Linked DNA regions of Mus musculus: all the other regions are linked to region 5. Evidence: chromatin contacts called from public Hi-C, HiChIP or PLAC-seq, capture Hi-C and promoter capture Hi-C data. All regions are on one chromosome and are shown on one strand. The core of a region is the stretch at or near the end of the contact, and the rest is flanking DNA. Distances in the headings are between cores, read along the strand shown.

The links. Promoter capture Hi-C pulls out the DNA fragments that hold promoters and counts their contacts. Hi-C and Micro-C count contacts between places; a contact is called where the count stands out from the background. HiChIP or PLAC-seq counts read pairs in DNA pulled down with a chosen protein or histone mark. Capture Hi-C pulls out chosen DNA fragments and counts their contacts.
Region 1: a contact with region 5 is called in an H3K27ac HiChIP or PLAC-seq map of embryonic stem cells, with 2.6 times the contacts expected there. The contact joins the promoter of Mrps36 here to the promoter of Mccc2 in region 5. A contact is called at or near these places in 6 of 39 promoter capture datasets (the 3T3-L1 cell line, cranial neural crest, frontonasal cranial neural crest and 3 more), 4 of 115 datasets of contacts at active chromatin or transcription factors (astrocytes, embryonic hindbrain, embryonic stem cells and 1 more) and 1 of 9 other capture datasets (liver).
Region 2: a promoter capture Hi-C map of cranial neural crest shows a contact between it and region 5. The contact joins the enhancer-like site here to the promoter of Mccc2 in region 5. A contact is called at or near these places in 14 of 39 promoter capture datasets (the 3T3-L1 cell line, 3T3-L1-derived adipocytes, the C10 cell line and 9 more), 1 of 15 datasets of contacts at CTCF or cohesin (large pre-B cells), 7 of 484 Hi-C or Micro-C datasets (the C10 cell line, the G1E-ER4 cell line, the MC3T3-E1 cell line and 4 more), 10 of 115 datasets of contacts at active chromatin or transcription factors (T-cell acute lymphoblastic leukemia, bone marrow-derived macrophages, craniofacial prominence and 7 more) and 1 of 9 other capture datasets (macrophages).
Region 3: a contact with region 5 is called in a promoter capture Hi-C map of hippocampal neurons, with 8 times the contacts expected there. The contact joins the promoter of 6430562O15Rik here to the promoter of Mccc2 in region 5. A contact is called at or near these places in 17 of 39 promoter capture datasets (the 3T3-L1 cell line, 3T3-L1-derived adipocytes, the C10 cell line and 11 more), 6 of 115 datasets of contacts at active chromatin or transcription factors (bone marrow-derived dendritic cells, embryonic stem cells, extraembryonic endoderm stem cells and 3 more) and 1 of 9 other capture datasets (embryonic stem cells).
Region 4: a contact with region 5 is called in a promoter capture Hi-C map of pre-B cells, with 3 times the contacts expected there. The contact joins the enhancer-like site here to the promoter of Mccc2 in region 5. A contact is called at or near these places in 4 of 39 promoter capture datasets (the C10 cell line, cranial neural crest, hippocampal neurons and 1 more) and 1 of 484 Hi-C or Micro-C datasets (myeloid progenitors).
Region 6: a capture Hi-C map of macrophages shows a contact between it and region 5, with 4 times the contacts expected there. The contact joins the promoter of Zfp366 here to the promoter of Mccc2 in region 5. A contact is called at or near these places in 1 of 39 promoter capture datasets (the C10 cell line) and 1 of 9 other capture datasets (macrophages).
Region 7: a Hi-C map of bone marrow-derived macrophages shows a contact between it and region 5, with 14 read pairs. The contact joins the enhancer-like site here to the promoter of Mccc2 in region 5. A contact is called at or near these places in 7 of 39 promoter capture datasets (cranial neural crest, embryonic stem cells, liver and 3 more), 1 of 484 Hi-C or Micro-C datasets (bone marrow-derived macrophages), 6 of 115 datasets of contacts at active chromatin or transcription factors (bone marrow-derived macrophages, embryonic forebrain, embryonic stem cells and 2 more) and 1 of 9 other capture datasets (macrophages).

The regions. Positions count from the first base shown.
Region 1 is chr13:100,742,817-100,745,968 of GRCm38.p6, reverse strand. Mrps36 (mitochondrial ribosomal protein S36) reads left to right here and starts at 1,310. Exons shown (of 4, transcript NM_025369.3): 1 at 1,310-1,439. The coding sequence starts at 1,401.
Region 2 is chr13:99,372,789-99,376,201 of GRCm38.p6, reverse strand. All of the region lies in intron 4 of Mrps27 (mitochondrial ribosomal protein S27), which reads right to left. Among named protein-coding and RNA genes, the nearest start is that of Mrps27, 30 kb to the right of the region's middle. Within about 2 kb of position 1,786, at least 17 of the 459 cell types and tissues checked have an H3K27ac peak or open chromatin away from gene starts, as enhancers often do.
Region 3 is chr13:99,410,421-99,414,082 of GRCm38.p6, reverse strand. 6430562O15Rik (RIKEN cDNA 6430562O15 gene) reads left to right here and starts at 1,257. Exons shown (of 2, transcript NR_015515.3): 1 at 1,257-2,241; 2 at 2,512-3,247. Mrps27 (mitochondrial ribosomal protein S27) reads right to left here. Exons shown (of 11, transcript NM_173757.3): 9 at 2,663-2,805; 10 at 1,718-1,888.
Region 4 is chr13:100,680,871-100,684,406 of GRCm38.p6, reverse strand. It overlaps Ccdc125 (coiled-coil domain containing 125), which reads right to left. Exons shown (of 12, transcript NM_183115.5): 4 at 2,540-2,626; 5 at 1,563-1,640; 6 at 36-121. Among named protein-coding and RNA genes, the nearest start is that of Ccdc125, 13 kb to the right of the region's middle. Within about 2 kb of position 1,411, at least 18 of the 459 cell types and tissues checked have an H3K27ac peak or open chromatin away from gene starts, as enhancers often do. A contact at or near this core is called in pre-B cells, where this site is marked.
Region 5 is chr13:100,013,627-100,017,167 of GRCm38.p6, reverse strand. It overlaps Mccc2 (methylcrotonoyl-Coenzyme A carboxylase 2 (beta)), which reads left to right and starts at 1,529. Exons shown (of 17, transcript NM_030026.2): 1 at 1,529-1,782. The coding sequence starts at 1,654.
Region 6 is chr13:99,182,963-99,186,544 of GRCm38.p6, reverse strand. It overlaps Zfp366 (zinc finger protein 366), which reads right to left and starts at 1,722. Exons shown (of 5, transcript NM_001004149.1): 1 at 1,681-1,722.
Region 7 is chr13:99,394,232-99,397,548 of GRCm38.p6, reverse strand. The region is part of intron 4 of Mrps27 (mitochondrial ribosomal protein S27); the gene reads right to left. Among named protein-coding and RNA genes, the nearest start is that of 6430562O15Rik, 17 kb to the left of the region's middle. Within about 2 kb of position 1,663, at least 21 of the 459 cell types and tissues checked have an H3K27ac peak or open chromatin away from gene starts, as enhancers often do. A contact at or near this core is called in bone marrow-derived macrophages, where this site is marked.

The DNA.
Region 1 (3,152 bases), core at 61-2,560, 730 kb before region 5:
ATTTCTGTATTGATTTTTGTCACTCTCTGCCTTATTTCTTGGAGACAGGGTTTCTCATTGAACCTGCAGCTAGGTTGGTGGCCAACTAGCCCCAGTGATGTAATCTTCCAAATGTACACAGCTCCAATGATCCAATCTTCCTATCTCCAGACCTACACAGAACTTCAGCTACAAGAAACAAACAGAGGGAGGCTGGAGAGATGGCTCAGTGGTTAAGAACACTGACTGCTCTTCCAGAGGTCCTGAGTTCAATTCCCAGCAACCACATGGTGGCTCACAACCATCTGTAACAGGACCTGATGCCCTCTTCTGGTGTGTCTGAAGACAGTACAGTGTACTCCAAAATAAATAAATGTTAAAAAAAAAGAAAGAAAGAAAGAAAGAAAGAAAGAAAGAAAGAGAGAGAGAAAGAAAGAAAGAAAGAGCAGAGCACACACGCTTCACACCCAGGAATCTCATAAAAAAAAAAAAAAAACCACAAAACCAGAATCCGAAATACACATGCAAAGAATATGTAAGGTTGAAAGAAAAAGTGCCCTGACTTAACCTTATGAGACAAAGGACTTTGAGCAATGCTGTTGAGTTCATTTTGGATTGGCTATTTACTGCTTGGTACAGGGCCTTAAGAGTGGCTTGTTTTCCCAGTGAGACTTCCTTGAAGAAAATTTTAAGTTTTCATTTGGGAGTGGCTATCTGTGCTAGGGATGGGGACACGTATACACTCTTTCTCAGCTCGAGGACCCCATCTGATACACACCCTATGCATGCTGCTGCTGTCTTGGAAAGTTTATATGTGTGCCAGCCCTGTTGTATTTAGAAGGCCTTGATTCTTTGGAGTCCTCCACCCAGCCCCTCTGTGTCTTAACACTTTTTTTCTCCTATTCTTTTGCAGAGTTCCCTGAGCCCTGAGGGGAGGCACTTAATGAAGATATTCCTTTTAAGGCTGAGTGTTCAAAGGTCTTTCATGATGCATATTGCCTGGCTGTGGCTGTGATCCCCATCTGCTTCAGGAGACTTCTCTGAGGATGGTTGAGCAAGGGAGGGAATCTATGTAACTCCCAAGTTTTAATAAAATCGTTCGTGTTAGGAAGCCACAAGAGGTGGTTTCAGATTAAATTTCGGACTGTACTGAAATTAGAAACTAGCTATCTAGGAGGGAAATGGTCCTAGATAATTTAGGATGACGAACCAAATAGTTCAACTGGTTACAGCACAACGTTGTAATTGGAAGGCCAGAGGTGAGTGTCTAGGCGGGAAGAGGGGCGGGGCGGACGCAGAGGGGTGGAGTTGTCCCTTATAGCTCCTCAGTGACATCACACAGGCTCCGCCCCACGCTGCCCACTCCAGATACTTCTGCAGCTCGTCTGCGCCCCGGAAGCTGCCCCTGCTCGGGGGTCACGATGGGCAGCAAGATGGCTTCCGCCACCAGGGTCGTGCAGGTAAAACCCGGGCCGCTCCCGCGCTTGGAAGGGAGGGAGGGATGGTGCAGACGCAGCGGCAGCGCCGGGAGGAAAGGCGGTGCCAGAGAATGCATCGTGACCGCGGCCCTGAGGAGGGCCAGCGGGTGTATGTGTCTGATAATGGAACCTACGGGCTCCAGGGTGGCCCGGAGTAAATTGGGTCTGGCGCCAAGGGTTCGAGGCCCGCGGCGGGTGGTGGCCTCTGGTCGTGTCCGCTCGTGCTCGTCGGAGGTCGGAGGATTCCCCAGCACCTCCTTAGCCCTCGTAGTCTGCGGACTACGCTGCCCTCCAGCAGTCCGGCCAATCGCTGTTTAATATTGTCCGTGATGTTCGCCAGCCAGCCAATCCGGAGGAAGGCCGTAGCGGGGCGGGGAAGGAAGCAAATCCTGGATCTGATCTGGTGTCCCTTCAAGGACTTGGGAATGGCCGGATAACCGGCCCCTTTGCCTGCTACCTCCCTTGGAGCTGGTTAGAGTTGATCTCTTCAGGCTCTTGGCTAGAGATGCGGGAATGAGTAAAATTCATGCTATTTAAGTTTATTATACTTACTAGTATGTGTGTTTCAGGGTTGGTTTGCCAAGCCTTTCTCCACTGTGCTTAGATAGGCAGCTATGGTAACACTGCTATTCCACCCATCAATTACTAACTGCTGACAGCTTTTTTTTTTTTTATCTACTTCTCCAGCTGTGGTCTCTAAGAAGGAGACGTAACAATTCATGAGTAAGTGGACACAGCCTTTTGTAATTAGAGAGTTTTAAAATTCTGAACATGGAGTATTTTCAGATTAATCTTCACTTATATGCTTTTCTTTTTTTTCTTTTTTTTCTTTTTTTTTTTTTTTTTTTGGGCACAAACACATTTTCTCTTGAAGTTGTCGGAATGATGACCCTAGACCTTTGGAACCATTGCAATGAATAATCTTCAGTTAAGCATTCCGTCGGTAGGCACGGAGCATTGAGTACGATTTTGCAAGCTCAGAGTAGCTGACAAAGTCTGTTATCTGTCCTATATAACCTCATACGTCAATAATGCATATATAACTCAATCTGGAGTGCGGAAAGGAGCGGACATGGTGGCACGCTCAATTAATCCCAGCACTCAGGAGGCAGAGGTAGGCAGATCTCTTGTGAGGTAGAGGCCAGCCTGGTCTACAGAGTGAGGTACAGCCAGAGCTCTGTAGTAAAACTAAGTCTAAAAAATAAAAAATAAAAATAAAGGTGGTGTGTATGTAGGAATTGATATAGCAAAAGAATATAGTCACTGGAGTGATAAGCATTTGAAGACATGCTTGGAAATTCTTACTTTCTGCATTGGCAGGGGGTCCGATCCCAGCCCCCACACTGGTTGTAGCCTCAGCCTAGAGAGTGAGAGGGGAAGGCTAGCAGGGCTCTAGAACTCGCTAGCTAGCTAGACCGATGAGTTGTGGGTTCAGGGCGCCTGAAGGAGGAGATCCTGTGTTGACTTTTGAGCTCCACATGCATGTACATACCACACATGCATACATTTCACAAAGACACAAATGCACACACAAGCAGGGGCAGGTGAATCTGAGTTTGAAGCCAACCTGGTCTACATAATGAGTTCCAGGACAGCCAGGGCCACGTACAGAGTCCCTTCTTAAAGGCAAGGAAAGATAAGAAAAGAAAGGAGGAAAAAAAAAAGGAAAGAAAAAGAAAACTCTTACTCCATTCC
Region 2 (3,413 bases), core at 537-3,036, 640 kb after region 5:
CAGATTCACTTAAAACAGATAAATGGAGGTATAATAAAAAGATTGCCAGGAAACATTAAAATACAGACTTTTTTTTTCCTTTATAAAGTTAAAAGCCTTAATCATCTTTTTCTATTTTTGAAATATGAAAAATGTTGTCTGTTTCATCCTAACCTTGAAGGCCACAGTAGATCAACCCAACCTTCCATGTAGCAATGGGCTACACAAGCAGGTTACTCAACTTCTCCATCAGGGAAAGAGGAGTGCTGAGAAGAGCCGACAGCTTCAGCCATGCCGAGCTGCTGCTTGCTCTATCATCAGAAGAGACATACAAGTTCTCTCTCAGCTGTGTGACTGTCTGCAGCCCAGAACCCCTAGTCGCTATCTATTCTGTGCTTTAGTTACCAACTCAGTAGCACTGGGCTAAGGTTGGGTTGGGGCAGGCTTTTTCTACTCGGGAATCCCTTCCCTGCAGACAGAATGCAGATGACTCTCTGCTGCCCCCTTTTGGTCTGCTATGGTTGCCGTAAAGCTTTGCAACTTGTAGCTATTTATAGGGCAACCTGATGTCTTTTAGGATCAGGACGCTTCCCCCAAATTTGACATCCTTTGCCTCTGGGTACTGAGCACCCTTCATAAGCACCTACCTGTCTCTCCCCATTTCTGAATCCTGCTGAGGCCTGGACTGTTGATACCCTTAGTGAAATCTGGCAAAGATCACTGGAGAATAATGGGTTTAAAAACCAAAATCTGAATTTAAAACACAATTTCCCTTAAAGAAAAGTGAAGAGAAAAATAGTCCTTGTCTTTCAGGGACGAAGCCTGGCTACTATCTAAGCTAAATCTCAGCAACCATTCACCTCCTCTGCTCGAGACCCTGCAGCAGCTTTTAAACAATTCCTCCAAGCCTCCTATCTACGGAGACAGGAGGATTATTTAATATCGATTAGTAAAGAGGGAGGGGTGGAGGGTGTAACAGTATTACATATGTTATTTATATGTTAACTATGTTAGCATATGCCACACCTGACTCTCAAGGCCTGGTACCCTGACCTCAGAGACCACAACTGAACCTCCCTTTAAAACTGCTTCTCAAGTAAAGACAAATCATTTTCTGACAAGTCAGTAAGTAGCTGAAATATAATTTTAAGGAAGGGTCAGAAGTTATATTAAAAGTCAGGGCAAGTATAGATGAGGCAAAACAGGGGACAGGAAACAAACCAGAAAGCACAGGACACTCTCAGGACGGGAGGCCACTGTGGCTGTGCTCTGAGAACACTGTGTTCGTTATGAGAGACATGATACCTTTCACTACCTACCACTAACTCAGCAAGCTGAGAACTGGGGTGATCTGTACCTATGAGACCCTCGGAGTCTCATTTTAACATTCTTCCCACGCCTTTCCTATCAACTGTGCCAAGGCTTTTAGCAATGAAGACTCCTGGATTATCTATCACCTCTGGGAGGCACCCAACACCCAGCCCCCGCCCCTAAGTATGGACCATGAAGCGGTGAGTATTTCCCTCACTGGCTGCTTGGTCTACGAAAGACTGCTTTAAGTCCCAAACTCACCTAGAAAATGAGGATGCTGTCTTAAAACCAACGTTGATATTTAAAGAAACAGAACAGGCCTCCAAAAAACCCTGTCTGTTTAAAACAACCATAAAGGGAAATCTATCATGGAAATCACAGCAGTCACGATCAGTGAAGAGAATCCACAAAGGTTCTAAGTATCCCTTCCCTAGACACAGAACATCTGGAAATACTTAAGGATGGACTTGCTCTTGGCCTTAAAGTCATGATGCAACCAACTGCGACTCCTGCTCCCTCCCACCAACTCCCCCTAAACCTCCGCTCATCTGCTCCGCTCTCTAACACTGTGGCAGCTCCTAGAAGCAAGCTGCAAACTCACCTGCAAACACTGCACATAAGCAGAAGCTTTAGTTTGTCTCTGCATCCCACAGGCTTGGTTCAAGGTTCCTGACTATGTCATGAAAACAGCCAATAGAAAGAGCTGTTGACAAAGGACTGTACTGCAGGAAACAACTCAGAGAACCTGTGCTTTGTGAGCCTTTCAGAGGCAGGAGACATAAGGATAAAGAGTGCACGAAAGTTAGCGGGGATCACTAACACTATTTATGACTGAAACCCACGACGGATCAGAAGCCCCAGTCTTTCTGTGACCTAGTCTTACATGGACTGCTTTTTTGTTTGTTAATCATGACAGAACTGACTGAAATGCTGACAATACCATTTAAGCGTACAGTGTTTCTGAGAAGCTAAGCAGACCAGGCCCTCATGCTCACAGGGTCTGAGGCTTTGGGCTTAATGAGAAAGCCAGGTGTTCCCCCGGGGAGCCAGTATCTACAGTCAGCTTAACAGGCTCCAAGTCACACATCAAACTGGAGCTTAAACTGCCTCTCCCATTCTGCTATCAAGGCTTGAAAGCACCCACCCTCCACAATACAAAGGCGGTCATACGGCTGCTGATCTCTACATGTTGGCCTTTCTTTAGGGCTGACTGTCCGTCACAGTTTAAGGTCTCATCCCAACTCTGTTCTGGTTACCACCGAGACGGCCTCTGACGGCCACGCACAGGCAGATATGCTGGCCTGCTCCCTAAGCCCTGGGTTCAAGTCAGGTTTCCACCCATGGCTTCTAGAAGCTGACTTGCTCACCCCAGACATTACAGAGGTGGCTTCAATTTCAATTCAGATTCTAAAGTAGAGAAGCCTCAGAGGCCACCTAGACTGCAGGTGCCCAGCTGCTGCCAGAATGCCAGGCAGAGCCAATGGCAATGCTTTGGCAAGTGTGCTCCCTCCAAAGCTCTGTAGCCAGCTCTCCTCTAAGGACTAAGTATGGTCAGAAGGCAGAGGACAGCAACCTAGAAACACGGAGGTGTCCATAACAAAGTGAATGTCCAGCCTCCCCCGCCCCACAACTGCTTCCAAGGCAGCACTTCAGCCATGTTCCGGTCCTTTTCCCATTAGCCAGGGCTTCATCTCCAACCCTCTTTGCTTTCAACTCTTCATTAACTCTGTTGATTTATTTTCCCCTCCTGTGTATAATCCATTTCTCTCTCCATTTCTACCGCTGATTACCACAGGTCAGATCTTTATCACTGCAAGCAGGGAAAATTAATTTCCTTCCTACTTTTAACCATTTAAGTAAAAAAAAAAAATTGTTACTAATCTTCATGGAATGAATACCTTGTTATAATACACATTTCTCAAGAGTCTACTGATGATAATTACCTGTGGGTCATTAAAAAAGTTCTTCTTGACTAAGAAATACACACTCACAACATAAAATTCAAAAGGTCCAAGACAGAATTCAATGAAAAATTACCCAGGAGTATTTCCTGAAAGAAAGCACTGTTAACAGCTTTTGTATGACAGTTCTTACCACTCAAAGGCATCCTATGTACATACTCC
Region 3 (3,662 bases), core at 8-2,507, 600 kb after region 5:
CACAGATCACCAGAGAGTGACATTTAGGACCCCAGCTGCAGCTGAGAGTCACATGTGCTCGCACCCCGAGGTGACTTAGCGTACAGCATAGGATCTGGCAGAACGGCAAAGGGGGCCAGACCGATGGGATCTAAGGAGCAGACTAATTATAAAAACAGACCCAAACAGATGACCTCAGACTAATGAAAAGCAGGCAACAGGAAGAAAATGTAAACTGAAAACCATTTCTTCCTAACATAATTTTCCAGGTAGTCTGAGGCCAAAGAGAAAGCCAGGAAATCTCAACTGTGAGGAGGTTGGCTTTGTCCAAATCCCAGCTCACTGCTGGGTCACATAAGCCGAGACTCTCCCGCCCAGGCCTCCTGTGAGGATAAAGGAAATGGGGGAGGGGGCTTACAGCTGCTAACATAGCTAAGGTCACAGATGGCAGGCTACAAACATGTGTTTCTGTTCTTTCTTGGATGCTCAGACAGTGTCCCATGGCAGTAAAAGGGCTAGAAGCTAGTGAAGACAAAGGTCTCCATCCTCTGAGACGCAACGGACAAAAAACGGCCAAAAGTCAAAAAGCAATCAAAACTGAGTACAACATTTACAAAACCCAGGCAAACCTGACGCCTGACAGTGGCTCAGCAACCTCAGGCAGCATTCAGCAGTGTGGTCATTCTTTTTTTTAATGTTTTGTTGTTGATGTTGTTTTTTCAAGACAGGGTTTCTCTGTGTAGCCCTGGCTGTCCTGGAACTCACTCTGTAGACCAGGCTGGCCTCAAACTCAGAAATCCTCCTGCCTCTGCCTCCCGAGTGCTGGGATTAAAGTCGTGCACCACCACGCCCAGCAAGTGTGGTGATTCTTGTTTTCTTTAAGTTTTATACACTGACAAGCAAAGTTAAGAGAAAGAACTGTGTCTAAGTTCTCTACTCTGCTTTGTCCTTGGGGTATGACAAGGAACATCAATCTTTTTATTCTTAGTTTCAAATTACAGGAGAGAAGCTAAGAATGACTTCCCTTCAGAAGTATTGGGGAGAAAAAACCCTAAAATACCATGGGATCCTGTGCTACGGCAAGGCCTGCCATTGCTGGGTCAGAAGAGACAGACTCACGGGCAGGAGCCCAGCTCTCCTTCCTGCTGTGAAAAGGCACAGTGCAGCAGCAGGCGTGGGAGGAGAATTCTCCCGCTCCTATGATGACATCATAACCTGAAAGTACTTCCTTCTTTTTGTATTAAAGAGACAAGAAACAAAGCAGAGAGCAGGCTCAGGGATTTTCTTCCCTGACACAAACAGCAGAGCATTTGGGACAGAGAGCTCACTGACAGTTTGAGTGCTCAGCACTGTTCTGGAAACCTGTCCACAGGCAGTGTCTCTAATGGCCCTGCTGAACAGCACAAAGCTGCCAGCTAAGCGCCACAAAGGATTCGTGAGTCTTATCTCTGCTGAAGCTGTGACTGACCCAGCACATTTGGTGTAGTGTAGAGAAATGGCTGGTCACTTGCCACCCTGAGTGGGAATCAGGCTGCTGTTGAGAAGCCGCTGGGGTGCCGTGCTGCCCCAGGGAACGGAACCGTGACATCAGCTCAAGCATGAAGTCGTAACAATGCCACTGCTTTCCCAAAAGGCCACGGTCTGTGGGAAGGAACACAACTGCAATTCTTGATGCGAGTTTTTCATGCCTTTGTGTGTGACTGATGCAGGAAAAGGCTCAGTTTCTACTACGAATCACCTGAAAGCGCTCGAGGTATCGGGGAAGCTTGGACTGTTCTGGTTCCTCAGTGTCTAGCTGCTCCACCAGGTTTGCTGAGCCCAAGCCATCTTCACCTTCCTGAGGCTGTGCCTCTGAAGTCTGGACATCTGGAGACGTCACCACCTTCAGGACTCCATCCAGCACATCGAGCTGTAGGGCACAGGAGAGTCAGGAGGACATCTGTTATAGACTTGACTGTGTGCAGGCCAACTTCAAAGTGTGTGTTCCTTGGTTATAATGACTGAGAAAGAGCATTAATGATATCAGCATAATGTGCCATGGGAGACACTGGGTTGAGGACCTCAGGACAGAAATGAAAGCTGAGTGGTGAGCCTTGGCATTTCAGAGTCAAGGCCACACAGAAGAGCATCTCCAAGGGTGTAGGCTAGGCAGCTAGCCAGCTCCCAGGGCTTCATGTCTCTCTGCTCCCTCCCTGCCATTACCGGACGATAACTGCACTCCTGGGCCTGGCTTTTTAAGTGGTTCTGGGGATCTGAACTCAGGTACGTAAGCTTGTGAGACAGATACTTTACCAATAGCCAAGGATAATGGAGAAAAGTGCTATGTAGTCTCTCCATACTACAGGAGGGGTAAATCCACCAAAACTACTTAAGTTTCTATTCCACCGCCGTAAATCCCTTTTGGATGGGGGAGGTGGTGAAGAGGGTGGTATTTATTGATCTGAGCTTGAATGTAAGGGAGCAGACAGCTTTCCTTTCACTTAATGATGTATGAATCAACAATAATCTGATTTTCCATTGCCTTTTTGACAGCCACACTGAAAATGTTTGTGGTTTCTTTTCATCCTTTTAAACGGAATAAATACCAATTCTGCACACATACAGAAAGCAGCGGAAGGAGAAAGACCATGGGAACAGATGCCTGTGAAGCCTCCATTTGACTGAGTGGGGTGGAAAAACATACCACTTCTCTACCCAGCTTGAGGTCTTCAGGGGAGGAGGCCACCCTCTCCATCACTTGGAGGGCTCTGTCGAGGTAGCCTGGTGTCCACATCAGAGGCATGCCGTGGTATACAGCCCGCACCCCACGCTGCAGTTCCACCTTCCCTGTGGCCAAAAGAGCAACAAAGACTGATCAGCCATGCCTCCTCACTGGGTCTGCAGCCAAAGGCTTGGAAGGCCCCAGCCAACAGCAGCCTAGGCAAGGACCCTCACCACGCACACCTTAAAAGGAAGCTTGGTGAACTTGTGTTATGTGTTTCCTCTGGCTGGAGATTTACCAGGGCCCATGAATCATTGGGCTGAGGAACTTTGAGAGTCTGACAGAGCTGTTCCTACAGAAGGCCACCCTTAAGACAAAAGAAAATTATACTACGTATGTTTCAAGGCCAAAACCATACCCAGAAAAAGCAATGTCACAGCTTCCTACTCTGAGGACCCTGTGACTCAGCGGTGACTTTCCCTGCCGGGAAATGTGTGACTTGTTTTGAAAAGTGTCAAACATACAATCTATTTTCTTTATGAATAAGAAAAGGAACTGCTTCCCCCCTCACTTTCTTGAGTGTTATCAGTTCTTACATCAGCGTCCCGGCTACCTTTGAGGTCACAGGGCCAGGTTGCTCAAACTGCCACGCAGCTGTGGCCAGGCAGCAGGGCCCCGGGAAGCACAGGGCCACCTGCACTGATCTTAGCACTGATGAGCAAAGTCACCTTGAGTGGCTCGGTCTAAGTTTGCCTCTGCTCATCTTTCTTGGAAGGGAGGATTTGGGAAGCTGGAAGAGGATGCCAGCAGACAAAGCTTATCAGGAGATGGCTAATTTTAGATCTTTAAGGTGCTTGGGCTGGACACGGGTCATGCTGGGCTGCTGGCTTGAGTCGAGTAAGGCTGTGGAGCAGGGGCAGAGGTGGGGTGTCTGATGGCATGGCTGCCTATCGCAAGGGACCAGGGCCTCTTCTCATAAGCA
Region 4 (3,536 bases), core at 162-2,661, 670 kb before region 5:
CTACATTTAACTCTCAGTGCCACAAACATACAAACCTGTCACATTTCTGGATCCAAGATTCTTCTATATTTTTAAATCTATCCTGATCAAATTCCATTTCCCACTGCAAGGCATTTATTTCCTATAGAAAGAGAAACATGACCTTCAAATTTTAAAAGGGGGGCATTTCATGAAAAGTTATCGGTATTAATCATTTAGAGACACTGAAGAGTGAAGTAAGTCATTTAATCATGCAACAGCTAAAAGAGCAAAAAAAGCCGGGCGTGGTGGCGCACGCCTTTAAGCCCAGCACTCGGGAGGTGAGTTCCAGGCCAGCCTGGTCTACAGAGTGAGTTCCAGGACAGCCAGGGCTATACAGAGAAACCCTGTCTGGAAACACAAACAAACAAAGCAAAAGGCTGCTCAGAAGAGTCTATGGCAATTGTACACTGAATGGACTTGAGCACTAGAAACACTTTGCCAAAGCTCACTGAATACAGAAAAGAAATTTTAAACTGTTTGGGTTCAAAAGTGGCTGTGCTGCTGGGTGGTGGTGGCGCACACCTTTAATCCCTGTGCTCAGGATGCAGAGGCAGGTGGCTCTGAGTTCAAGGCCAGCCTGGTCTACAGAGCAAGTTCCAGTACAGCCAAGGCTATACAAAGAAACCCTTTCCCAAAAACAAACCAACAAATAAAAACCAAAAAAAGGGGCTGGAGAGATGGCTCAGCAGTTAAGAGCAGTGACTGCTCTTCCAGAGGTCCTAAGTTCAAACAGCACCCACCCGGTGCTCACAACCATCTATAATTGTAATCCCAGGAGATACAATGTGCTCTTCTGGTGTGCAGTTGTACATGTAGACAAAATATCCATATACATAAAATACATAAATAAAAAAATCTTTAAAAAAACAAAAATAAAAACGTTGTACTGAGCCCAGACTTCTTAGTCCCCACCTCTGCTCATATATAGAGACCAAAAACTAAATTTACACTTGTGAGTCTTTGCCGAAAGGGCTCCATCAAAGGATGATAAAATTGACATAGGAAAGAGACATTAGAGCTGGAGAGATGGCTTAGAGGTTAAGAGTACTGGCTGCTCTTCCAGAGGTCCTGAGTTCAATTCCCAGTAATCACATGGTGGCTCACAACCATCTGTAATGAGATCTGGTGTCCTCTTCTGGCCATGCAGGCAGAACACAGTATACATAATAAATAAAATTTTTAAGAGAGAGAGAGAGAGAGAGAGAGAGAGAGTGAGAGAGAGATTTACAATGCTTAATCTCATATACAGTGAGATGTTCAGAAACATGCTTACTCTGCCTGAGGCACAGGAAGAAAAAGAGAAGAAAAATGAGAAGTGCCAAGTTGGTTGACCTTCTACTACCAGAAAAGGGAAATAAACCATACTTTACCCATGTAACAATCTATTTTAAAATGTAAGTGCCCCAAGGGAAAGCTATCAAAGACTCAAGTACTCCTTATGAGAGTACCAGGAACAACACACACATCATGGTCGTGAGCCTAAGGAAATTAGGTTTAAATATTATCCGAATGATTGCATCAATGCTAGCAGTTGCAAATACCTTCTCCAGAGATCTCTTTTGTTCTATAGTTTTTTGAAGCATTGTCTGTGTGTGGCTTGTGGCTTTGCCAAGCATTGCCTATGAAAAAAGAAAAATAGCATCAGTAAAACTAAGGAGTTTTATTTATTTATTTGTTTTTTTGTTTTGTTTGTTTTGAGACAGAGTTTATCTGTGCCTCTGCCTCCCAAATGCTGAGACCCCCACCCAGCTAAAATGAAGTTTTTTGGTTTTGTTTTTGTTTTTTGTGGGTGTTTTTTTTTTTTTGGGTTTTTTGTTTTTTTCTTTTTTTTTTTTGGTTTTTTGAGACAGGGTTTCTCTGTATAGCCTTGGCTGTCCTGGAACTCACTCTGTAGACCAGGCTGGCCTCGAACTAAGAAATCCACCTGCCTCTGCCTCCCGAGTGCTGGGATTAAAGGCATGCGCCACCACTCCTGGCTTAAAATGAAGTTTTAAACAGTCCTACTTGCACATGATAACATCTATGCGCATGTGCCCAAATGCATAGTTTATTTTTTAAAGATTTATTTTGTTTTCAATATGTGTACTTCTGAGTGTCTATGTGCATGTGTGTGTAGGTGCCTGAGGAAGATAGAAGGGGATGTCAGATCTCCTGGAGCAGGAGTTACAGGCAGTTGTGAGATAGCTGACCTAGGTGCTGGGAACCAAACTTGGGCCCTATGTAAAAGCAGTACCCACTGCTAACTAATGAGCCATCTCTCTAGCCCCACATTTAATTTAAGATAACAGCTTATAAACAAAATAGAAAAAAAAAAGATAACAGCTTATTAGCAAGATGAGAAAGTCACAAAGTGTGTGTGTGTGTGTGTGTGTGTGTCTTGTTTCCAAAACAGTGTCTCTGGGTGAAGCCTGGTCTTGAACTCTTGGTTCTGCTGCCACTGTCTCCCGAGTGCAGGGATTGCAATGCCACTTATTATTAGAATATGCTAAGTGACGAATTTTCAAAAATAAATTCTTACCATGCTTTGGAGGATTTTCAATGCTTCCTCTTTACCTTCAAGTTGTCTTTGAGACGCTTCAAGTTCCGTTTTTAAAATCTCTACGTCCTGTGGACAGAGATACCGTAGGCTTCAGTGTTTGCAAGGCATGTAACCCCGGTAACTGACCAAGCAGCTGGCTGGTCCACGTTCACCCTAAAACAAGGCTGTGAGTTTCTCCAGATGCTGAAGTGAACCAGAACTCACTACCAAGCTCCACTTGAAACAAAAGCCCGCCTCTTGCTTTTACCCTGGCCCCGCACCCCGCATAGCTGCAGCCATTTTGTTCCATGCCTGCCAGCTATTTCATATTGTTGCTGTAATATCCCTGCTGTCACTGACAAGAAAAATAACTTGACTCAGAGCAAGGTCATGCTGATCACATATCCTCTTATTTTCTGAGGTTTATCCAATCTTAAATTCCACAAAGCTTTATGTAGGACCCATCAAATTACAGGTCAATATGAGCTGTTATGTCTAAAATGGTGAGTCAGAGCTGACCACCAGGCAGCACTTCTTGCACCTGCATATGAACTTATTGGGGGTTTTGTGTTTTTTTTTTCCTTTATAAACTGACAGAGAAAGATATTTGTGGCCATGGCTCAGCCCCCAGAATTCTGAGCTACAGTTCTGATGGCTAAGTATCAGGTTGTGTGTTCAATAAACCATCCCTGTCTAAATTTGTGGGGTGACTCTTGGACCCCCAACAAGTATTATGAACATAAATACTTCCACCTTTAGACAATAGATTAGCAGAGTCTATCTGAGTCAAGACCACTTCTTAAAAGCCTTCCAAGGTGAAGCGGCTGAAGACCAACCACCACTTGCATTGTGGAAATGCAGCATTTACAGAAATACAGCCTAAGTGATGCTTTCCGTGTGTTTATCACTGTGATACACAGTTTAGGGTGTAATCCAGTTGCAATGATGCTGTATCAGATTAAGGTGGGCCCCAATCCAGTGGCCAGTGTGCCTGTGA
Region 5 (3,541 bases), core at 280-2,779:
CAGTTTTAACTAAGTGAAAAGCAGAGGAAACATTTTGGGCACTTTTGCTTAGTCCACACTGCCTGCACACTCACTGTGTAGCCCGGGCTAAGGTTGAGCTGCTGATCCTCTTAATTGACCTTTTGAGTGCTGGAGTTGCTAGGAAATTATTTTCTTTTAGCCTCGTTGCCAGGAATAAATGTTTCGTTCAGCTCAAATGCTCTGCTTTGGTTTGTTTTCTTTTACATTTCTTGGATGCCATGTGAATCTTTAAGTTATTTTCCACATTACAAGATCTTATTTGGGGTCGGCTTGTAGCAAGATAGAATGCTTATGTCATGGTGAACTCACTTTGATTTGACTTAGGCCTTCGTTTTTCTTAGATTTTAAAAAAGCTGGCCATTTCTGGAGCTAGGGAGGGCTCAGTGGGTAAAAGCACTGGGTTGAGCAGGGGCAGAAGGATCAGAGGTTTCTAGCTGCACACCTCGCTGCAAGTTCAGTGAGAGACTTGGTTTCAAAGGAATAAGGCAGAGTAATGGCTTGATACTGACATTCTCCAGCTTCCATGTGTCCATGTGTGCTTCTGTACACACACCGTACCCACGTCTGTACACACAAAGTGCCACTCCTTCTAAATTAGCACCATTTAATATAGTAGGCATGTTTCACCTACTCTCTCTCTCCTCTGTGTGCATGTGCGCGCGCGCACACACACACACACCTAGAGCCTTTTGCATTCTAGGCAAGCGTTCTACCACTCAGCCCAACACTATTTGTATGATGACATTGTCTTCAAGATTCATGTTAAAACAGTTGGTTTCAGACAATGTCTCATTTTGTTGCCCACCCTAGCCTCTAAATTCTTCACTTAGTAGTCTGTGGACTCTTCACTTAGTAAGCTACAGAAACTTTGACAAGCCTTCTATCAATTGGTTTACCATAGTTTTCTGTGGGTCGGGCTTCTTTCTTGAAGCTGCAGAGTGGTAGAGTCTATGGTCCCCAAGGGAGACAGAGCGACCAAGCCTGGCTCCCATCTTAGTTATGTGTTTCTACCCAATCTGGCTTTTATTCGGGTGCTATTCTCCTACAGCATCTTTCCTCCTAGGGCACAGCCGACCCTCTCCTTAGCCTGTTCATCTTTCTGATGCTCCTGGCGCTTTTACTTTGCTCATGCTGTAGTAACACGTAAGCATTCAATAAAGTGTGCGAGTCAAAACAAAACAAAACAACACTAAGGCACTTCGCAGAGTGTTTTTAATCCTTATTGGTGTGAAGATCCCAGTACTGATGTCTACAATCTGTCACATTCTAAAAATGATCAGGTGTGCTGAAGCTCTGCAGTACATGGGCTAGAGGCGGGTGCATGCTTGTGACAAACGCTTCGGCAGGACAGCAGCCACTTATCTGTTCGCTCTACTCGGCCCAGTGTTCCTGGGCTCGCGATGGAACCTGGACTCGCGCAGCTGCTCTTCTGCGCCTCATTGGCGGAGTAGAGAGGCGTGGCGCGCAGCGCCGACCAATTGGAGGTGGTCTGCGATGGCACGTGTGCGGGGCTGGCCTGGGAGCTGATGGACCAGGGCTGGTGCTGCAAGGACTCTGGAGGAGCAGCCCCCAGGAGCTGCAGAACCGAGCTGCAGGGCCGCTCTCTTTCTCTTTTGGGTGTTTGCCATCGCCATGTGGGGCGCGCTGAGGTCAGCTCTGCGACCGTGCTGTCGGGCTGCTGTACCCCCGCAGCGTGCCTATCACGGGGACTCAGTGGCCCGACTGGGCACCCAGCCTGACTCGGCCTCCTCCACCTACCAGGTAGGTTGAGCGAGCGTCCTGGAGGCCTGTTCGCCTTCCTGCCCCGGAGTCATCGGAGGCCAGAGGGTGGGCATGCTTGGATCTCTGCTGTTCTTTCCTTTGCAGCTTCAGGCGTCATTCTGGGACTCAGTAGGGTCCTGTGAAGTTTGCAGAAGGAAGTCGTTCCAGTGAGATTTTAGTTCACTTTTAGGACTGGTACTGGCATTTTGTGTCACTCAAATCAGTGGTTCTCAAAACCCCACAAAGCATTGTCGCTTGGACAACTTACAAATGCCCGAGACCGGTTTGGCAACTTTGTAATCACGAAGTTGTGGTCCTCGTGTTTGCATGGCTGGGTATATTCTTTAGCGGTCTTGTGGCAGCCACCTTTAGGAACTACCATAGCACGATAGTTTACACTCTTCCGCTTAATAGTTATATTAACAATACACAGCTCACAATGTCTTTACATAGCTTTTCTTGGGACTGAGTGGCTTCCCCTGGCCAAAGAAGCAACTCATAATTTGTGAAGTATCAAAGCTGGAACATTTAAATCTGTTTCATGGCCTCTACAGATAACGTCTGAATTATTCATAGAACCAGCAGTTATTTGCCAGGGAAGAAGTTAACTTAGTTAAGCACTAAGTTGTTTGTGCGGTATTTTAAGTATTTGGCCTGGATGTGTAGGAATGAAAGTCATTTGGGGCTGGGAAACGTTAACTAGAAATCAGATAGCTGTGCGGCTGTGTGGTAAGAGGTGTCCTAGCCCTGAAGGGCTGAAGGCACCTAGAGCACACAGAGCAGAAGCAGGTGGATCTTTGTGAGGTTCGGTCCACCTTGATCAACAAAGCCAGTTCCTGGACAGCCAAAGTTACAAAATAACTTCTCAAAAAAACTACCACCACCACTACAACAAAATACAACTACTATATACTAATTGTACAAAGTAATAAATACACTTCACTATATGTACATACATGACTCTCTTATCTCCTCTCCACTCTTTTGCTGTCTCCTTTTCTCTTTCCAAGTAGTCCTTATACTTTCATGTCCCTAAATTGTACATCTAACCTAGATTCTGCATGTGAGAGAAAATGTGGTATTTGTTTCCCTGCCTCCCTACTGTGATGATCTCTAGTTCCAACCATTTCCTTGAACATAGCTATTTTATTATTTTTAGGACTATCTTGTTTAGTTTTGACAGTTTCATACAGAAATACAGTGTATCTTTTTGTCTGTTTTGAGGCAGGGATTTTTATTTTCCTGAGTAGCCCTGGCTGTCCTGGCTTTGTAGATCAGCTCTGTAGACCAAGCTGAGCATGGTCATCACCTGCCTCTGCTTCTGTGGTTTAAGGCGTGTGCTACCACGCCCAGCTGGTGTATCTCGATGTTATCTGTTCCCAGTTCCCCTTCCCAGTCTCCCTAGACACTTCCCAATGTGTCCCTCCCTCCCACCTACCTTCCCATATCCTTCTAATACCTTTTAATACCACCTTAAAAACTAGCTGAGTCCTATTGTTGCTAATTGCTACAATGTTGACTGATCGTTGGCTTGGTCTTGTGCGGGTCTTGTTTAGGTAGCCACAACTGCAGTGAATTCATGAGCACAATAGCTATGTCACATCCAGAGGACAGCTCTCCTCCCCAGCCTTTGGCTCTTCCAGTATTTCCACTCCCTCTTACATGATGTTCCCTAAGCGTGCGTGTGTGTGTGTGTGTGTGTGTGTGTGTGTGTGTGTGTGTGTGGTGTAACTATCTCATTTTAAGACTGAGCACCTCA
Region 6 (3,582 bases), core at 473-2,972, 830 kb after region 5:
TGGCCCCCAGGAAGGACCACAGCAAACATAGTCTCCCCGCTTTTACCTGACTTATCCTTAGAGTGGCCCTGAAGCTGTTTGTCCCCCATCGCATCCATCGTGCATGGCATTAATAATATCAGGAGAAATGAAAGCGAAAGGAGTCAAGCAGGATTGTGTGCCACCCGGCATCTCTCCTGGGGTCGCAATTGGCCAGTACTAATACAAAATGCCCGAGAACATCCGTCCTGGACGCTGCTGCCCTGGGGATGCATGGGGATGTGGTGGCTGGGGCAGGTGAGGGAAGAGCCAGGCACCTCAGGCCACCAAGGTTACACTTGGTTGCATCCTTAAGGGGCAACTGCTAATCCTGTCTCTTCCATGTACATTGTATTATGGGGATTCTAGGGAAAGTCTCTTTTTAAAAAATAAATAACAAACCTACATTAATCATCCAGATCTACTAGACTGTCTCATCTTCATTAAGGTGACAGCTCAGTTTCAAATAAAGATTAATTACGCGATTGTGGTTAAAACATGATCTGGCCAAATTAATTTCAAAATGTCGAACTACTTTTACTATGCTGCTCATACCCTGAGGATTTCAACCCGTCTATACCATAGGAATGAATGGTTTGAGAAGCACGCATGGCCACTGCCTTCTACCCATCCAGCACCTCACTGGATTAAATTATTAATAGCAGCCGTGCCCCAGTCTTGGCTTGACCTTGCTAACCTATTTTTGACAACGTGATGCCGGCTCCCTCTTGGCTTGCCATAACAACTTCTTGGTAACATTACCCTCTCTGTCAAACGCAATGGAAGCAACTCGGACGTTTAACCGCTGCTGGCATAGTGTCTATATGAGCCTGACTACCTTGCCGTGTTCTATTTGGTGCTTTAGAACAGCAGGCTCTGGGTGACTGTTTTTCAATTGCATCTGTGGCTTAGCTTTTCATTCTTCCTGACACAAGCAATCAATCTAAATCCTCCAGTCCAGTCACACACTGATTTCCAAAACTGAAGTCAATGCCCTCGTATCCCTGCCTTCTTCTGTGTGGCGCATGACACTCCGAGTTGACAGTGGACAGTACATTTACATTTAACCCACATGGGGCACCTTTCTCCCAAATCTCCCACACACAGCACTATTCCAAAGAGGTATTCCCTCCCTTTCCCTCCTACTTCAGGGACAGAGCAACAGCCATGCATGAACAGTTCACTTTGGGGAGGTGAACTACAGAATGGAAACAAACAAACAAACAAAAATCAGAAGAAAGACACTTCAAGGCAGACAATAAATATACCAAAACTCCATGAGCAAATCACAATTCTCAACAGACACCCTGAGAGGGCTCTCAGAATGCAGTCCTGGGAGCAGTGACCCCTCCAGTGGGGCACACCACATGTCCCAATGGTTCCTAGTAAACTCAAGTTGCCTATGACAAAACAATTCAAATTTAACACAGCGACCTCCTCAGCCCCAACACAATTCCATTTCCACTCCTGGCAAGCCTCAGCTCTGCAAAGCATTAATATTCTCCTCTGCAACGAGGCATGAGCTTACACTCTAGGCCACCCATCAGTCACACCTTTTGATTAAAGAGCAGCCCAGGGAGGTGGTTTCTGTGGAAGATGCCCAGTCAGTCTCCATCACAGGGACATTGAAATGAAGGTAGAAAGGAGTACATGGTCACTTACCAGCTCCTGAGGGCTGAGAGGCAGCAGCCCCCACCGCTTTACCTGGTCTCTGGCTGTCTCTGTCTTTCCCTCTCTCTCTCTCCCTCTTTCTCTTGTGTACCGATTGCAGGGAACTTAAAGGACTCGCAGGGACAGTGTTTCAAGTGACTTAAGAAGGAGAACAGGAACAATACCCCGTTCTCTTTTTCTCAGATGAGTACCTTCGGGAAGAAGGAAGGAAGGGAGGGGAGAGGGCGGAAGTCAACAACCCTTCGCTTTCCTGAAAAAAAATAAGGAAACAGAAGATAGACATCTCATTTTCTCTTAAACAAAATGTTGGAAGGGGAGGGGGAAGAAAGAAAGAAAGAAAATCTTTACAAAAACGAATTCCCCAGATATACTCTCTGCCCTGGGAGCTTTCAGGACATGAAAACCCCTGAGTGGCTCTGTCCTGTCCAAACAAACGCAGGCTCTCCTGGTTGCAGCCTCTGGTGTCTGCCTTACAGAACTGACACAGCCCAAAAGGAACAAATCATGTCGTGTCAACTCTGACTCTCAGTGAGGGAAAGTCTGGGCTGCTGGGCTAACCAAGAGGGAACCTGCAGCCTTTACCAAAGGGCACAGTGCCTGGCCACCCAGGCCTTCTGACTTTTCCTAGCTGCTTTGAAACCCCAGCACTGCTCCAGTTCCTCGCCTGGCTCTAGGTTCTTCAAGTTCCTCACAGTCAAACAGCAGATTTATGCAGTGCTCACTGGGCTCTGTGTGCTGGGCCAAGTCCGGTTCCATCTTTGCTGATGGACGAAAAAGGAAAAGAAGCCACTTAGTGTGGCGTTGCCAGCCACAGTTAATTCCGACTGTTGTTTACACTGTCCTGTCCTTCTTGGATGTAGTCACCTCAGGAGCACTGGAGGGAGGGTGCTAATTTGTTTTGAGAATATTGTGAACCATCTGAGGTCCTAGATAAATCAATCTCTGTTTCTGAAAGAGGAGGGGGAAAGCCGAGTGGGAGCAGAAGAATTGGGGTGAGCATCCTTTACTGAAGATGGGGCTGGGGCTCAGTGGACAAGCCTGGGCTCTTTGTGGGACACATGCACTGACAGAGGGAGCTGGGACCCAGTGGGCAAGCCTGGGCTCTGTGAAGGATGACTGCAGTGACAGAGGGAGCTGGGACCCAGTGGGCAAGCCTGGGCTCTGTGAAGGATGACTGCAGTGGCAGAGGGAGCTAGGGCTCAGTGGGCAAGCCTGGGCTCTTTAGGGAGATACATGCACTGACAGAGGGAGCTGGAGCCCGGTGGGCAAGCCTGGGCTCTGTGAGTGATGGCTTCATTGACAGAGGGAGCTGGGCCCAAATCATCTAATTAGCTTTGTGAATCTTGTACCCTCCATTCATTCAGTTGAGACCATTGTCACCACAAACAGGAACCAGCAGTTGTGTGGTTCTTTGTGGTGGCACAAGAAACATTGGTCATAAGCTGCTTCCTTGATTTACTCGATATTGAAAAAAAAATGAGGTGGAGATTATAAACCTCATGGATTGCCTCAGGAAAGGTGGGTTCACAGAAAGTGAGGCTTAGTTCAGAGTCCACTCTATGTTTTAACTGGGCACTATGGTCTACAACATTGAATGTTTGTCCCACATTTTCTGAGTATATGTTCATTGTTGTCTGTCTGCCTGCGTGCTTGTCTGTCTGAACGTGTGCAAGACCAGAGAAGCCATGTAAGAAGGCTGCTCTGAATGTTTATAAGAACTGGGCAGGCTTCATTCTTGACATGCATCTGACTCTGGCATCGAGACTTCTGCCATGAGTGGCCCTGTCCCCATAGGCAAGAGCACCAACAGCCAGCAAAACCAGCTCTGCCCTTCAGCCAAACTCACACAAAGCAGTGCAAATCAAACAACTCATCTGCCCCTGGGTCCTGTCC
Region 7 (3,317 bases), core at 414-2,913, 620 kb after region 5:
GCCGGGGCCCACAGCCCTGCAGCAGCTAACACTTAGCTACAGCACAGGCTCTGCACACGGATGAGCAGGCTTTCCACATGGTTTCCCTGATTCTATGAGCCACCAGCCAAGCCTAGGCATACACACACTTGCCAGTTCCCAGTAGGTTCTGTATTCTGTGGCAACAGGCATTCCAGATGGGACTCTCGGCCTCTAAGTGAGGCAGACGTGGAGGAGGGGCAGTAGAGAAGGCTGCCAAGGAGAAGATTCGGCCAGTTCCATGGACTGTGGTGTGGAGTGTGAATCAATTCATAATGCCAAGCTTGCAGTTATCAAAAGGATCAAGCACTTCCACTAAAAGCTAGTGTGTGACTGACCCACTGATTCAGTTGTCACTGCCCTCTTTCTTATCCTAAAAAGGCAATTAGAAAGATAATTACTTTCTTTTCTATCCTGCAGGAAATTCTGCTTTCAGAATTGTTAATTTCAGAATTCACAATCTTCGATGATTCTTTCAGTTATCACAAATACAAAATGGAAATATCACTACTACAGATTAAAATTCCTTTGTTGCTTGAGATCCCACATTTTATGCTTATGGAAGTTTCAGTTAATTTAACTTTCAATAAACATATGGTGAAGCTCTATTAAATGAATGTACTATGTTTTAAAAGATGTCTCCCTATCCCATTACCAAAGGCTAATACAAAGCCTGGACGTGAACACCTACAATTTACTAGCTACCCCTAGTAGATGAAATAAATGTAAGTGATTAGATATCTAGGTGGGTTTCTGAGTTGGGTTTACAGAGCTGTGATGCTCGAAGCCTGAAGTTCCAATCTTTCATTACCACTGTAACCTGACAGATGACACCACAATGAAGACACAAGTGACTTCCATTATCTGAGAAGTCACCTTTGCAGTATATAAGAGAAAAAAGTCCCCTTTGCAGTATAAAACACCGTGAGAGGAAGGCTCTGATGGCAAATGGGACCTGGGTCACTATAGTGTAGGTTGCAGATCTACATTTCTAAATCCAGGAGACAGATAACACACCCATGAAAAGACTATCCATCAGTAGTGGCCCTGTGTGAGGTACAATGACCCAAATTCCACCCCTGCTGGTCTAACAATACCTCTAACTCTAGTCTGGACATAAAACCTCCCCTCGCCTCCCCCACCCCCCGCCCAATACAGAAAAATATTAACTGTAGTCAGACTGTGTGCTACTTCGGCTCCTTCTTTCATGAGACCTAAGGGAGCCATTCAGAACAAAGTCTGTTGTTCTTTGATACTGAGTTTATCTGCTTCCAAAAGTCAGTGTGATTGACCAGACCAGGGAATTATGGGGAGAGAAAAAAAAATATTTATGCTGTGATTACTGATGCTCTTGATGGTGTCCCCAAAGAAGAAACACTTCTGTCTCTTTGGCCATCAATTGGAATTGCACCAGGAACCACTCTGGAGACTGTTACACAGGCCTGCTCACAGGTTAGCTTTAAGTACCCTGGAAGCCTGAGGGGGAAGCTAAAAGGAGAGGGTTTCTGGGTAGGTGAGGCAGCAAGCTAAGGAAAACTGGATCCTGGAACTAATCTTTATAAAAGCAAAGGGCTCTAGACAAACACTACAAAGTCAAGAAAGGTGGAACTAAGGCAGGAAACCCACACACTGATTAGTCATGGCTACACAGGAATAACTCTGAGGAAGGGGAAGGGAGACAGAAGGCAAAGAAAGTCAGCAGGATTAGCGGTCTGACTGACTGGAGAGAGGTCAGTGTTTCCAGAGACTCTCAAGCAGGCAGGGTCTGTGTGCCGCAGCGGAGGAGGAGATGAGGCACACGGTTGCAATGGCACAGAAGCCGGCGCGGGCGGGCAGACCTGACGTGGCTGCGGGGGATTACAGATGTCTTCGGCCATTTCTGAGGGGGAGAAGGTTCAGCACTAATCTGGGTTTCTTAAGAACCTGACTTTTTTCTCTCAGATACAGAAGAAAAGCATCTCTCAGAGCTCGCAGCATACTGATTCTCCCAGGGTGTAGCAGAGCCAAATCCCTGAGGATTTATTTTCCTCTAGCATGAAAGGAAGACTGGACTCGTTTTCAGCCTCACTATCCAGTCAGAGTCACACTATTTTTGTAACTACCAACCTCTCCTATTTCCCCCAATAAACTTTTAGCCCCCCCCCCCACTAAGCTCTTAGGCTCCCCCTCAACACACACAAAGCTCTTAGGCACCTCTCTCTCTTTCTCTCTCTCTTTCTCTCTCTCTCTCTCTCTCTCTCTCTCTCTCTCTCTCACACACACACACACACACTAAACTCTAAGGCTCTTTCACAGGCAGGAGACATGTCATCTCTTACTGCAAAGTCTTAGGTACTTAAGGATGTGGCGACAGTGGCTAGGCACACTAGGGTTTACCAATGCAAATATATATGCTGACACCTGTGAACATTGTGCGTATGGAAACAGCCTCCACTGCCATTTGTGAACATTGTGCGTATGGAAACAGCCTCCACTGCCATTTGTGAACATTGTGCATATGGAAACAGCCTCCTCGGACAGTTTTGAGTACCATCCTGCCTATAGTCAGCTGAAGCCAGGAGGAAACACTGCCTTTTTCCTACAAAGCAGGAGGAGATCCCCCTCGTGGCAGAGGAAGCACAGTAACAGGAAAACCACCCTTCCTTCTTCCTTCCTCCTTCCTCCCCTACTGCTTCCTTTGCACAATCCACAGAAGAAGGGTGACAGGATTCTGCCTTAGGGAACAGAGGTGCTGGCAGGGATGAACCAAAAGGAATGCTGGCAGAAGACAGGGTTCAAGGGTTCAAAGAACCCTCTTAAACTTTTAATCAAAACCACTCAGGCTCTTTGACACTGAACAATGCTTTAAAAGGGCTTTCCCTGGAACAAAAAGAAGAAATCACACCCAAAAGAAGTAGATGGAGAGAAATAATCAAACTCAGAGCTGAAATCAATAAAGTAGAAACAAACAAAACAAAAAACCCAAAGAATCGATGAAATAAAGAGTTGGGATTTTTTTGAAAAAAAAAAATCAATAAAATTAACAACTCTTATTCAAATTAACTAATAAGAGAGAGAATATCCAAATTAAAAAAAAAAAAGAAATGAAAAGGGGACATAACAACAGACACAGAAATCCAGAGAATCTTTTTTTTTTTTTTTTTTTTTGGTTTTTCGAGACAGGGTTTCTCTGTGCATCCCTGGCTGTCCTGGAACTCACTCTTTAGACCAGGCTGGCCTCAAACTCAGAAATCCGCCTGCCTCTGCCTCCCGAGTGCTGGGATTAAAGGTGTGCGCCACTACCGCCCAACTAGAAATGC